Regions from separate parts of the Anser cygnoides genome. Here regions 2, 3 and 4 are each linked to region 1. Evidence: chromatin contacts called from public Hi-C data. All regions are on one chromosome and are shown on one strand. The core of a region is the stretch at or near the end of the contact, and the rest is flanking DNA. Distances in the headings are between cores, read along the strand shown.

Evidence for each region. Hi-C and Micro-C count contacts between places; a contact is called where the count stands out from the background.
Region 2: a contact with region 1 is called in a Hi-C map of liver, with 2.7 times the contacts expected there. The contact joins the promoter of DUSP7 here to the enhancer-like site in region 1. A contact is called at or near these places in 4 of 7 Hi-C or Micro-C datasets (fetal liver and liver).
Region 3: a contact with region 1 is called in a Hi-C map of liver, with 4 times the contacts expected there. The contact joins two enhancer-like sites. A contact is called at or near these places in 3 of 7 Hi-C or Micro-C datasets (fetal liver and liver).
Region 4: a Hi-C map of liver shows a contact between it and region 1, with 7 times the contacts expected there. The contact joins two enhancer-like sites. A contact is called at or near these places in 3 of 7 Hi-C or Micro-C datasets (all in liver).

What each region holds. Positions count from the first base shown.
Region 1 is chr10:17,524,384-17,527,435 of Taihu_goose_T2T_genome, reverse strand. No RefSeq gene overlaps it. Among named protein-coding and RNA genes, the nearest start is that of DUSP7, 120 kb to the left of the region's middle. Within about 2 kb of position 1,420, at least 1 of the 3 cell types and tissues checked has open chromatin away from gene starts, as enhancers often do. A contact at or near this core is called in liver, where this site is marked.
Region 2 is chr10:17,641,866-17,644,917 of Taihu_goose_T2T_genome, reverse strand. DUSP7 (dual specificity phosphatase 7) reads left to right here and starts at 1,422. Exons shown (of 3, transcript XM_048074605.2): 1 at 1,422-2,053. The coding sequence starts at 1,642.
Region 3 is chr10:17,625,100-17,628,151 of Taihu_goose_T2T_genome, reverse strand. No RefSeq gene overlaps it. Among named protein-coding and RNA genes, the nearest start is that of DUSP7, 17 kb to the left of the region's middle. Within about 2 kb of position 1,516, at least 2 of the 3 cell types and tissues checked have open chromatin away from gene starts, as enhancers often do. A contact at or near this core is called in liver, where this site is marked.
Region 4 is chr10:17,437,450-17,440,501 of Taihu_goose_T2T_genome, reverse strand. No RefSeq gene overlaps it. Among named protein-coding and RNA genes, the nearest start is that of RPL29, 110 kb to the right of the region's middle. Within about 2 kb of position 1,556, at least 2 of the 3 cell types and tissues checked have open chromatin away from gene starts, as enhancers often do. A contact at or near this core is called in liver, where this site is marked.

The sequences.
Region 1 (3,052 bases), core at 171-2,670:
TTTCTTTGTAGGTTTATCACCTGCTGGAGTGAGTTGTATTGTCAGATAAGCTTAGATTTTACTCACAGTCAATGAAGTGCCTTAAGTAAGGTGCTTTTTGAAAGAGAAAACAGATGATAACAGATTTTTCTGTTTTGGCAGTCCATCTAGTCACTTTTCTACATTGCTGCGTGACTGAGTTTCCGTAAAAAAATCTGGTTGTGCATTATTTCCCCCCAACTCCATCCCTAGAAGTGGATGGTGACCCATGTGTGACCAGCCCTGGCTCCCTAGCATCTTGCCTGAGTAGACCTGGCTACCAGGTGAAGTCTGACTTGGATGTCATAGGAAGCAGAGATTTTCATGTCTAGTGATTTTTCTTTTCTTTGTCTTTTGCTTGCTTCGTTGTCTGTTTGGAAGAAGTTCATTTCTGCCCCATCAGTAGCAGGCTAAAATAGTTCTACATGTGATGCTGGAGTTGCAGCAGGTTCCGTGGTAAAATTGTGTTAACACTGTGAGTACAAGAGTGTTTTAACCTCTTAATTTTTTCCTGCTGATCCTGGATGCTGTGAGGGGGGTTGTCACACTTTGTATCTGTTTGGTCACTCTCTTTCATCTGTGCTTTGGATTTTTAAATACTTTTGTGATGTTTCCATCTCTTGTCCCTGCAACATCCCATGTGCTTGGGGTGGCTGTGCGGAAAGGCATCCATCCCTGCTGGCACAGTCAGGTCCAAATGCAGTGATGTTTCTGGGCCTTCCCCAGAGTGTTCCTATGTGCCTGATAAACCGTGTTGGTAGGCGTCTTCATGAAAATATAGTGCTCAGTTCACCCTTTTAAGTTGGCACGACCCTGCTGCCCCTGAAGGCAGGAGGTTGCTGGCAGGTTGAAGTCAATCGCGAGTCAGCTGGAATGTACCAGCAGTGGTTTTCTCCCCTCCTGTCCTCGTCCAGAATTTACATTGGAAGGTCGTGTTACTGTTGTTTCCCCTTCTCTCTTCCCTGTCAGACAAGGTCATTTCTGAAGCCAATGACCAGTTAAGTTTTAATTCTGCAACCATGGAAAATTATTATTAGAGGGGACAAGCTTCCGTGTCGATGATTAACTGGTACATCCGATGACTGGTTACATTTTAACAGGCTCCTTTTGCACAACTCCTTTCACCTGCAGCAAACCTGAATTTCTATGAAAATGGATTTCCCATGTGCTGTAATAGATCCAATTCTTCATTATGACATAGCTACAACATTCAGTCCTGGCAAGAAAAATTGATGCAAAGAGGAAGGAAATAGTCCTATGATAAGAAACTCGTGGGAGCTTTCCCTTGAAGTCTCAATGCTGTCCCTGCTCCCATTCCCTTGTTGCAGCTGGGAGAGCTTGCTTCATTTTCTGTTGCCAGGACTAGGAGAAGAATTGCCCTGAGATTGTTATAGCCTCTTATAACCCTTAACTAGTGAAAGTGTCAAGGTGTATTAAAGCCAGCCCTGCTACCGCGTTGGCTCAGGTTTTGGAGTAGCTAAGAGCAAGGCCAGGTTTCCATGAGATGTAATTCTTCAAGGAGGAAAGCAAGGAGAAGTACTGCTGTGCCAGGGGGAATGAAGTTAAGGCTGGGTTGTGGCAGCATGGCCTGAACTGATCCTCCTAGTACTACATTTTGGAGATGTTTTCCTAAAAGAAAATGTTTTGAGGCTGTATGTTTTTTCGGTGTGGAGCATGCATGCAATATTTCAAGTCTTGCCATCTGAGTGAGCTGCAGGGCGTGAATGTTTCCTTCCTAATAAAGGAGAAAGATGGCTGACAAACCAAAGGGGAATACAGCAATGCAGTGAAACCTCACTGAGGGAAAAACACTGGCACTAGGAGAGCCTTTCTAGTAAGCCCATTCATTGCTTTATGTAAATATTGCATTCATCTTTCCCTCCTGGCTTCTCTTCACCGTGGCTTGAAAGGTGCATTGAGAAAACCCAAACCATCTTGCTCCCACTTGAAATGTAGCAGGCGCCGATGTGGTTAAGGCGATTCAGAGCCAGTCCTCAGCTGTCAGCTACTGGCAGAGGCACCGGTATCTGTGGAGCTCTGCCTACCTGTGTCAGCAGAGCTTCTGGCACAGCGTTGTCCCCTCTTGTTCAGAAACCCGCCGAAGGAGAGGGTTCGTGGCTGGCTGTCTCAGTGCCAGCTCTGTGCGGCTGCACCTATCCTGCTGGCGGGTGCCTCGCTGGGCTCCCCTAGCTGGGGGTCTCGGATGTGTCCGGGCTGGCGGCCGTCATCCGCACTTGCCTGTGGTGTGGTCCAGAGTCCGTGTGGTTGCACAAGGAGCAGCAGACTTTGCCTTGCTGGCAGTGTCCGTGGGGTGAGAGGCAGGGGCAGCACGCAGCCCTGTCCTCGGCATGCTTCCTCAGACTCGATTATCTTGTCTGTCCTAGATGATCCCTTCCATCTCATGTACAGCTAAGGGCAGCAATTGGCCTTTGATTTATTTATGGCACTTTCACTTTTGTTCTCTTTCCCCTATTAGCAATAAGGAATAAGTTCTGTTCTTGGCTTAATGTGGGTATCTGTGAGCAGGCTCACGCCCGTGCACTCCAAGGCTGTTTCTAAGAGCTAGCTGATAGCACTGCTATGGTGTGAACCTGATAAATCTTTAAAGAGAAAGTCAGGGCTGCACACAGAGGCCTGGCATTAGCTTCTACTGACACTGATAGGAATTGGTGGTGACCATTTCAGTGCAGTATTAAAGAAGGATATCTAAAATTCAGCTCTGCCTGAAGGGCTAATCTTGTGAAGTCCCACTGAATGGCGTCTGAGACAGGCTTGACCAGGGGAGGCATTTACATTTGTCCCACAGGGTGTATCTGCCATCCCATAAATAGCTGTGAGTCAAAGCTTTGACAGTGCAGTATGCACACCTCGTACAGAAGGCACAGCAGGCTGGTATCTCTGCTAATGGCTGGGTGGCTGCTAATTGAGACCTGCAGCACTGAAAGCCTCCGGCAATCATGAATCTGGTGACGTGGAGTTTTTCCTTTTTCTTTCTAATCGCTTGAATGGAAACAAGGGTTCTTGTTTAATGACT
Region 2 (3,052 bases), core at 173-2,672, 120 kb before region 1:
GAAATCTGGTCTTGCCTCTGCAGGTGATGCGCCTGGAACCTGTCCTGCTCGGAGGTTTACGTGTTCGCTAACGTGACCACAGGACGGAGGTGAAGCGCATCCCTGCTCACAGCGGTTACTGCTGCCTCCCAAAGGGGAGCCCAGGAGCCCCCCTAAAATTCCTGGCACTGAGCGTACCCCCAGTAGGCTGAGCATGCTCAGTACACCAAGGGCTTTAGACCCAGATGTGCCTTCTTTGCACAGCCCACTGCTGTTCCACTTAGGAATCGAAGGTACTTTGAGAAATGTTCTGAAAGGTCAGCTATTTTCACAGTGGCTTGCATAAGAACCTCAACATCCTTTGCTGCAAGAGTGGCGTTAGTAACTTCCTACTGCAACGCTGAATCACAATAGCTTCCCACAGCAACCAGCAGTAAAAATAAACTGGGCAAGGGGAAGTGGACAGCTTCAGCTGTTCCGCTTTCTCAGGCACACACTTGAGTCACAGAGAAGCAATGTAGAAGCAGACGTTTATTTTGCTGATAGCAATGAAATCCACGAACGGCTCTGAGCACGGTCCTGCTGAAAGCACAGGGTTTTGTAACGGGATGCTCGACGTGCTCGAAGTTCAGCATGTTCCCAAGTGCTGCGCTGGTTCTGCATTCCCATTAGGGTTATGCTTAACGACCAGGCTAAAAGGAGACAGGCTGGGGCTGCGTGCTTTATACAATCCAGCATGTATTTTTTTGCCTAGGCACACAGCATCATTCGAACAGCAGCTTTAAAGCCTGTTACAACTCAGACTGCGTACGTGTGTTTGTGTGCGCGTGTGCAGGGAAGGGGGGTGTTACAGAACGACATCTTTCCCGTTACACAAGACACATCCCGGGCCTTGACTTTCAGCCGGCTGGGAAAAACCCCGCAGACACCCAGCCGGGTCCCTGAGCCTGGGAGTCTGCTGCTGGGGCAGACCCAGGCCCTTTACCCTCTGTGGCAGTATTTTCAGGGAGGGCGTAGAGCGAGGGGCTACAGTGAGAAGAAGCTGTTGCCACGAAGGCACGGCTCGTCCGTCTTGGGCTGGGAGCGGCTGATGCCCGCGGGGATTTGGGGAGCGCAGGCCTGGAGGATTCCCGGGGGGGGGGCCTGGACCCGCCGCCGCCTCCCCGGGCCTGGGTCCCGCCGCCGAGGCCCGCGGGACCCCGCGCCCCTTCCCGCGCTCGGCGGCCCCGCCCCTGCCCATATACGGCCGCCCGCCTCCCTCCCGCCGCGCCCTCATTGGCTCCGGCGGACGGCGGGGGCGTGGCGGCGCGGGAGGGGGCGCGGCCTGTCGGGCGCGCCATGGCGGGGCGGGGCGCGCCGAGCTGTGCCGCGCCCCCGGCCCCCCCCGGCCCGCCCCCCGGCCCGCCCCCGCGGCACGACCCGGCGGGCCGGCGGAGAGCCCCGCTTTAAGGGAGGCCGCCGGGATGGGGCGCGCCGCCTAGGGCAGAGCGGGGCCGCCGTGCTCCGGGCCGCAGGCAGCGCGCAGCGCACGGCCGGGCCGAGCCCAGCCCAGCCCAGCCCAGCCCAGTCCAGCCCAGGGAGCCGCGGCGGGGGTGGCCGCTGGGGGCCGGGCCCTCGCTCGCTCGCTGGCCGCCCGCCCGCCCGCCGCCGCCGCCGAGCCCCATGAAAACGCAGGTCTGGGGGAGCTCCCCGCGGGCGCCCATGGCTGCGGCGATGCCGTGCAAGAGCGCGGAGTGGCTGCAGGAGGAGCTGGAGTCGGGAGGCGGCCGGTCGCTGCTGCTGCTCGACTGCCGCCCCCACGAGCTGTTCGAGAGCTCGCACATCGAGACCGCCATCAACCTGGCCATCCCCGGGCTGATGCTGCGCCGCCTGAAGAAGGGCAACCTGCCCATCCGCTCCATCATCCCCAACCACGAGGACAAGGAGCGCTTCGTCAAGCGCTGCAAGGCCGACACCGTGCTGCTCTACGACGAGGCCACCGCCGACTGGCAGGACGGCGGCGCCGCCACCTCCGTGCTGGGGCTGCTGCTCCAGAAGCTGCGCGACGACGGCTGCAAAGCCTATTACCTGAAAGGTGAGCTGCCCCCCGCCCCGGAGCCCCGGCCGGCCCTGCTCCCGCACCCCCCCCCCGCGCCGCCGGGTGCAGCGATCCCCCCCGGCTTTAATCCCCGGAACAAAATGGTGGGAGGCTGCCAGCGCCCCGCTGCCTTCTCCCCCCCCGGCAGCGGCGGCAGCCTTCGTGCCCGGCGGGGGCAGCCCCCTGCGTTCCCCGCAGCCTCCCCTGCCCCGACCCCAGCAGCCCCCGGCTGGGTCGCTGCAGCCCCCGCGGCGCCCCACGCCTCTCCCCTTCAGAAAGGGCCTCCGTCCCTTGTATTTCCCTTCCCCAAAAAAAGCCGCCCGCACCCCCCATTCACTTTCCTTGGAAACAGCAGCCTGTCTGGGAGGGGGCTGCCCCCCCCCACCTCCCCCGTAGGACGATGCAGGAGCCGGGGGGGGGGGGACCCTGCGTATCCCCCCCCCCCCCCGCACATGCCCTTTCCTGCGGTTTTGGGGTATCTGGGGACCGTTTCGGAACATCCCGGCGGGCCTCCGTGTGGGGCTGAGCGGAGCCCGCAGCCGGGCTGCCGGCCCCTTCCCGGGCTGCCGGTGCGGTCGCTGGGTGGCGGCGTTGGGGCAGGAATAGCAGCGGAGGCGAGGCGGCCCTGCGGGGGAGGGGTGCGAAAGCTGCCACTTGCAGCCCTTTAAAAACGCTGCTGCTCCTTAATAGACCCTTTTATGGGAGCCGGGGGAGCCCCTGGTATGGGCCTGGGGAGGCAGGGAGATAGGCAGGTATTTGGGGACGAGCCCCCAGAGCGCACTGCTCTGCACCAGCCTCCTCGGAAAGCGACGTGGAGGGGGGGACCCAGGCCCCGAGCACAGGGACTGGCCCTCTTCCCCGTGCCCCCCTTCCCTCTGCTCCCTGCCGGTGCTGGTGGGCGAAGCCCCCAGCCCGTCCTGGCTTCGAGCTTCCCAACGAGCCCTGCTGCTCCTCCGCTTTGACTTCGTGTTTCTCTCCCCGTCGTCCTCCTCCTCC
Region 3 (3,052 bases), core at 267-2,766, 100 kb before region 1:
TTATAATCTACATTATGAAGCTGACAAATACCACCCACTCATTACCTGTCTTTAACCACTCTCATTACTAGCCAGTCTTTGTGGGAACTGATCTTGCTTCTCAGTGTCCCACTTGTTCACCTAATATCATTATCTGAGGCAATCGGCCGCTCCTTGTGAAAGAAGAGGAAGGTACTTTTCCTGGGGCTTGTTCTCTGGGTGCTGAAATCTGGGTAGCTCTGAGGTGGAGGAGTGTGGAGGACGCTTCACAGAAGTGTGGTGTGTCTGGGAAGCGACGACTGAACTCCACAGGGACAATGGGGTGGGTTGTGGGTGGCAGGATGGCAAATTGTCTCTGGGGGAAAAGGCTGCGCTCTGCTCGTCTTTGTTGTATTAAGGACTAGAGTCCAGCAAAAGGATGTTAGGGAGAGGAACGGTTTTTTCTCTCCCGATATATTCTAGGGTTTGGGAGTGAGCTGGGTTGCTGGGTAATGACCGTTGACTCTTGGGCTGCTCCAAGCCCAGGTGTTGCTGGAGGAAGTCCTGGTAGGGCTTCTGTGGGAACCTGTTCAGGCTCTGGAAAAAACAAGTGAGCTCCAGTATTTTCTTGGAGTGGTGTGGCGTAGCTTGGCTTCAACAGAATCGAGGGTGCTGAGCCTGAGGAGAGCAGTCTTGGTGGTGCCTGGCTGCTGCCTTCACGTTGTGTCAGGCTGTGCTAAATGCTACGATGGCGCGGTGCCTGGGGTGAAGCTGTGCTTCCCTCGGTGGCACAGGCGCCCACGGCTGGGACCCTTCTTGAGGGAGGTTGTTGAGGCCAGCAAGCCAAGGAGTTGAGCGAGAGAGCAGGTAGGAAAACTCTCCATGGGTGGCAGGACGCTGGGGAGCTGGAGGTCCTTTTGTGCTCTCAGGGTTTTGAGATATCTCATGGCGGTCTCTAATGGGTAAATAATAAGCTGAAAGATGGGAAATGAAGATCGAAAGGTGAAGGGCCAGCTTTCCCGATAGGGAATTGACATTAGTCAACTGTGACAAGGGGCTGCCAAAGGTCGGAGCTGCTGAATGGGTCTGTTAATGATAAATAGGAGTAAGTGGCAGATGAAGTCTGCTGCTTGCTATTCAGAGCAGCAAAAAACAAAAGCTCTGGTGAATAGCTGTAGAAAGTCCTTGTAATTGAGAGTAGTGGGGTTGTGCAATAAGACGCTGAGAAAAGCAAAGCAATCCAGGAGGGAGAGGGAGCCATTGTAATCGGTAATTCATCGTAATTCAGTGCAGGGGGCTCAAAACAGGATAGTGTCATGTGGGTGACAGAGCTCAGAAGTTCAATGAACTGGGCTAGAGGAACAAGGCTTGGTGCTGAGTAGTGTTTGTTTTTGTTTAAAACAAAACAAAAAAACCACAATCAGCTCCTAGGAAAAAAAATCACAAACAGTTTAAATGCACTGTGTAGATCTGTGGGGAACAAAGTTTATGCAGGTTTGGGGGAGACTGGAGAAACTAATGCAAGGAAAATCCTCTGAGGGCTGTTAAATGCCACTACACAGTCTCTGGTTGAGAAGGTCCTGGAGCTGCAAATAGCTGGATCCTGGGAAAGCATTTGTAATGAAACATGGCTACGCTCTCACCCTGTTCTTACATTCTTCCTTAGATGCTGCTGTCAGCTGCTGCTGGAGATGAGGCACGATGTAGCTTGATCCAGCTAGGCTTAGTGGCTCTGGTTCCTCTGCTCTTCCAAGAAGATACTGTCCTGTAATAACCAATGCCTAGCCCGCTGTGACTGCGTGTGTGTGAGGAGGTTTTATGGAGGTTGGCGATGCTGTTCCTCCTCTTCTGTCTCTCTGTTTGGAGAAGAAAGATGCTGAAGTGCGTGGCTGGAGGAGAAAACTCCTGAGGTTATTGTACCTCTGTTCTCAAAGGGATACCGCAGTAGGTGGGCGATGACCTGTAGCACACCCAAAGCAGGGAGAGGGGCTGTTCTTCAGCAGACACACTGAGCGTCTTGTTCTTTATCAGCATCAGCTGCTGAAATGGACGGTTTAGGTGACGGAAAGCCATCACCGTGGTCACTAAACCTGCCTCTCGTCTCCTCTGAGTGATGCTGGGGCAAGGCACCAGTTCCAAAAGCACTTGCTTTGTTTGATCTGCCCTCTCCCGTCACGTAAGTGCCATGCTTCTGGCTGAGAGGTGGGTGCCGTGGAAGTAGCTGGAAGGGTCGGGGCAGCTTGTCGTGCCCTCGCAGCCCCGTGTGCTGCTTTAAGCCATGCCACAGGGGGCCGAGACGCCGTGTAGGAGCGCAGGAGTGAGACGGGTCCCTAATGTTCCTGTTGCTCAAATGGGCCCACTGAGGTTCCTGATCCGTGGAGATATGTCGTAATGAGGATTAGGAGAGAGCCCTCGTTGTAATCCTCTGTTGGTGCTTCCTGCCTACATACACGAGATGTTTCCTATCATCAGGGAGTAACCTCTGTGGAAGATAGGATCAAGTTCCCAGGAACCAGGCTGCAGTAAGAGTGAAGGAAGAATGAGGAAACTGTCCTAATTTGAGGCTAATCTCATAAATACAGGGCTGGATACAGACAATAGGAAGAGAAATGCCAGGAGAGCTTTAGCATTTGGCGAGGGAATCATCTTTTGCCAGGAGTAGCCTTAATTGTAACTTGTGATGTGGTAAAGCTGCCGTTTGATCTCAGCTTCTGCAGAGGGGATGAGACAGATTCTGCTTTGTGTCTCTAGAGGAGGAGTAGCCTGAGAAAGGACGGGGAAATGTGGCTTCAAAAGCCATGTTTCGTGCACTCTTGGACTGACTGAAGCGGCAGCGCATGGATGGGGCGCTTTATTTCTCAGTCTGGATTTTGGTAAAGCACTACATGAGGAGGAGAAAAGGGCTGTTGTGACTTTTCCTGAAGCACACATGCTAACGTACCCACCGGGTATTTAGTGTTGCAAAGACATTGCTGAAAACACAGAAGACCACAAGTCTTTTAGTGGGGGGAAGAGCATTGATGGTGTTTCTTTCTCCTACACAAACCCAGAGCTGGAGCCTGTAGCAGTCAGATTCTTGGCCTGTCCCTCCCTC
Region 4 (3,052 bases), core at 307-2,806, 87 kb after region 1:
GAGAGATAACAAAGGGGACAAACAATGTATTTGGTAGCAGTAAAGAGCATGCAGGAAGATGCCAGTCGTGCAGATCTCTTGCAATGTAAATGCTGCCTGCTCTCAGGTTAGCTTCAGTGTGAAAAGTGGCTCCAGAAGTAAAGCTTCAGATGTAAAGCAAGCACCTGGGAGCAATAAAGCGCCCAGGCCATGGCCCCTTTGGGTACTGCTCCTCCGGGTGCGGGCTCTATGGGAACAGGCATTTTAGGACTCCTCTCTCTGGCCTTCCCCAGAGTTATGTTTATCTACTTTCTAAACATTTCTGGTGTTAACAAGTGTATCTTTGATGAGTGTCCAAAGTTCATATCCGCTCTTGTGTTTAACCTTCGTATACAGCGACTGAGGTCGGACAGCTAATTACGTGTGCACCAGCCTCCGAGCACGTAGGCAGCTCCCTTTCTTTTTACTAGGTAACTGATTAGCAGCAGTGAGCCAGCCCATAAGGACACGGGCAGCCGTTGATGCCAAGGAGTCAGCAGGAGTTTTGCTTGCACACTCAAAACACGCTGGACAATTGGTGGGCAAGTGAGAGGATTTCTGTAGGCCGACGCACAGAAACCGTATGGTGTAGCTGATGGAAAAAGTTTTCAATGTATTGTTAAGAGGCATGGTCCCATGATTTACCCTGTGATCCGTCCCAACATTGCTACTCTTGTAGAAATAGGTTGGGAAGCTGTTGCTGGAGTTTCCTGCAGCACAGGGGTTCCTAGGAAATGCCGCAGCAGTGAGCTGGGACCCTCAGAGGTGTGATGTCTGAGTGTGTGAAGGAGGCACCACGGCTTTCTGCCACTTGAGGTGTTTCGGCTGGAAAACAAGGCGAGCTGCCACGCTGGACAAGGTGGTTGTGGTGTCCCTGCTATCTTTGGTCTGTTTCTGCGCACACATTTCTTTTAAGGCACAAGAGACCTCAGCTTTGCAGCACTTTTAACTGGAAGGAGCTGGACTGTAAGGTGGAAGCTGTAGCCCTAAAATTGTCTTTGCCCTCCAATATGTGAAGCATGTGGATAGGATACACAATGGTCCACGTGTGGGGACATCCAGGCTGGCCAACGATGAAGGCTTCAGAGAAAGGAATGTCCAAAGTTTCCCCCTTCATTGGGGCTGAAGCATCTGATGCTTCATAGCAGAGAAGTGTTGGTGTCAGGATGTAGATGTCTAGCACAAAATAAGGAGAGGGGAGGGCCTCCTCTTTTTAAAACTACCTGTAGTGGTTACAGCTCTTGCATTGGGATTGCTTGGGTGGATCTATTTTGGACACCAAAACCGGAAGGATTTTTCCCAGAGTTTCCAGACCTACGTGGCCTTATAGTCCATTGAAACTTTGGGAAATGGAGCTTTACGCACATGTTTCAAACCCTCTGTCTGCACGTGGTTATTTTGCGTTGTGTTAATACCTCTCAGATGCTGTGTTTTGTGCTAATGAGCTCCAATGCTTAAGATAAGGAGCAGAACGGAACTGAATAAAGTGCCAAAGGAATAATTATTTTCACACTTGAGCAGCAGACTGACAAGGACAAGTTCTGTTCAACCTAGTAAGCCCCTGGAGCAGGAGGTATTTCTGTCCAGGAGAAGATGAGCTCTGAGAGGTTAGGTGTGGGTTTGGGAGCATCCCAGAGGCTGGCGCCTGCTCAAAGTGCAAACCGGGGGGGAGCAGGAAAGTGTCAGCAAATCCAAACGTGTTCTTTGCTTGGGGTTGCTTCTGTCTTTGGGGTAGTGGGCACCAGTTAGGCGTAATAAATTTTTTTTCTCTCCACAATTGGAAAAGAAAATAAAATCATACCACAGTTGAGTAGAGAACCCTTGCCTGGTCCAAACAGAAAAACACACCTTCTGCTGCTGGCACATCGCACTGTGAATATTTGCTTTGGCTAATAAACAGAGAGAGGTTGTTAAATGATTTACCTGCTCTGTGTACCCAGCATTTGTTGCTAAGCTCTTCAATATTTAAACACGCCCCCCTCCTGCGCAAAGCTCGGAGAGGGGGTTGGAGCTTCCCTTGCAGCGTCTCCCACCGACCTTGTGGTGAAAGGCAGGACCGGGTGCATGAAGCATCCCAGCAGCAAGGCTGAGCCCTTGGGCCCTCCGGGCTGCTCTGCAGGCGGCGGCGGGTGCTGCTCGGCGAGCTGCCCGGGGCACTGCTGCGTTTGGCCACGGAGCCATGCAGAGGGACCGTGGTGGCACCCAGGCGGTGCTGGCTGCAGGATGCACAGGGTGCTCTTGGAAGGGCAATTTATTACGTTTGGAATCTATTTATTAGTTTCGTTGTTTGTTGTTGTTGTTTTACCAGATGGCATTAGGCTACCAGTAAATTGCAGGTTTTGCCCATGGATGTTAATAGCAACTTGTTGGCGAGAGAAAACTATTTTAACGTCTATTATTTGCCAGAAGGAAGAACAAACAAGTGAACAAAAATCCAGCTGGCCATCTTCTGTGGTCTTAAAGAGGACTCAAAATGTGAGTCTTGTCCTAGGATTTCAGTGATTTATTAAGCAAAGCTTTGGGGTTTTGATGAACTTGGGGTTTTTCCATTGCCTTGACTCTAGTTTCTGAAGCCGTGGCCCAGTGGTTAGCCAGGGGCAGGACTTGAGACAAGCTTCTCTGAATTGCCCTCTGTACGGGGCGGTATATCGGAGTTGTTGCTGGTGTTTGACCCTCCTGCCATTCATACACTACCAGACACACCTCTTGATGCTCCGTAGCAGTGGGATTTTCCAAAATAATCCATTAACGGAGCTGTATACAGCCAGGAACAGATTGCTAGTGGCCTCCTGCCGCAGGTGATGCCCGTGCGTTACTTGGCTGCAATTCCCCACAACTTCAGGAAGGTGCTTTGTTGGGGTCAGGTTTATTCTGCTCTGAGCCCCGCCGGACACCCCAGCCCCAGCCTGGGGACCAGGCCAGCTGCGTTAGCGTAGCAGGGTCCTGTTCTAGGGCAAAAGCTGCCCTCTTGACATGGACAGGTAAACAGAAATCTGTGTTAGCAGCAGTAATCTGTCAATGAAAACCTCTAAGC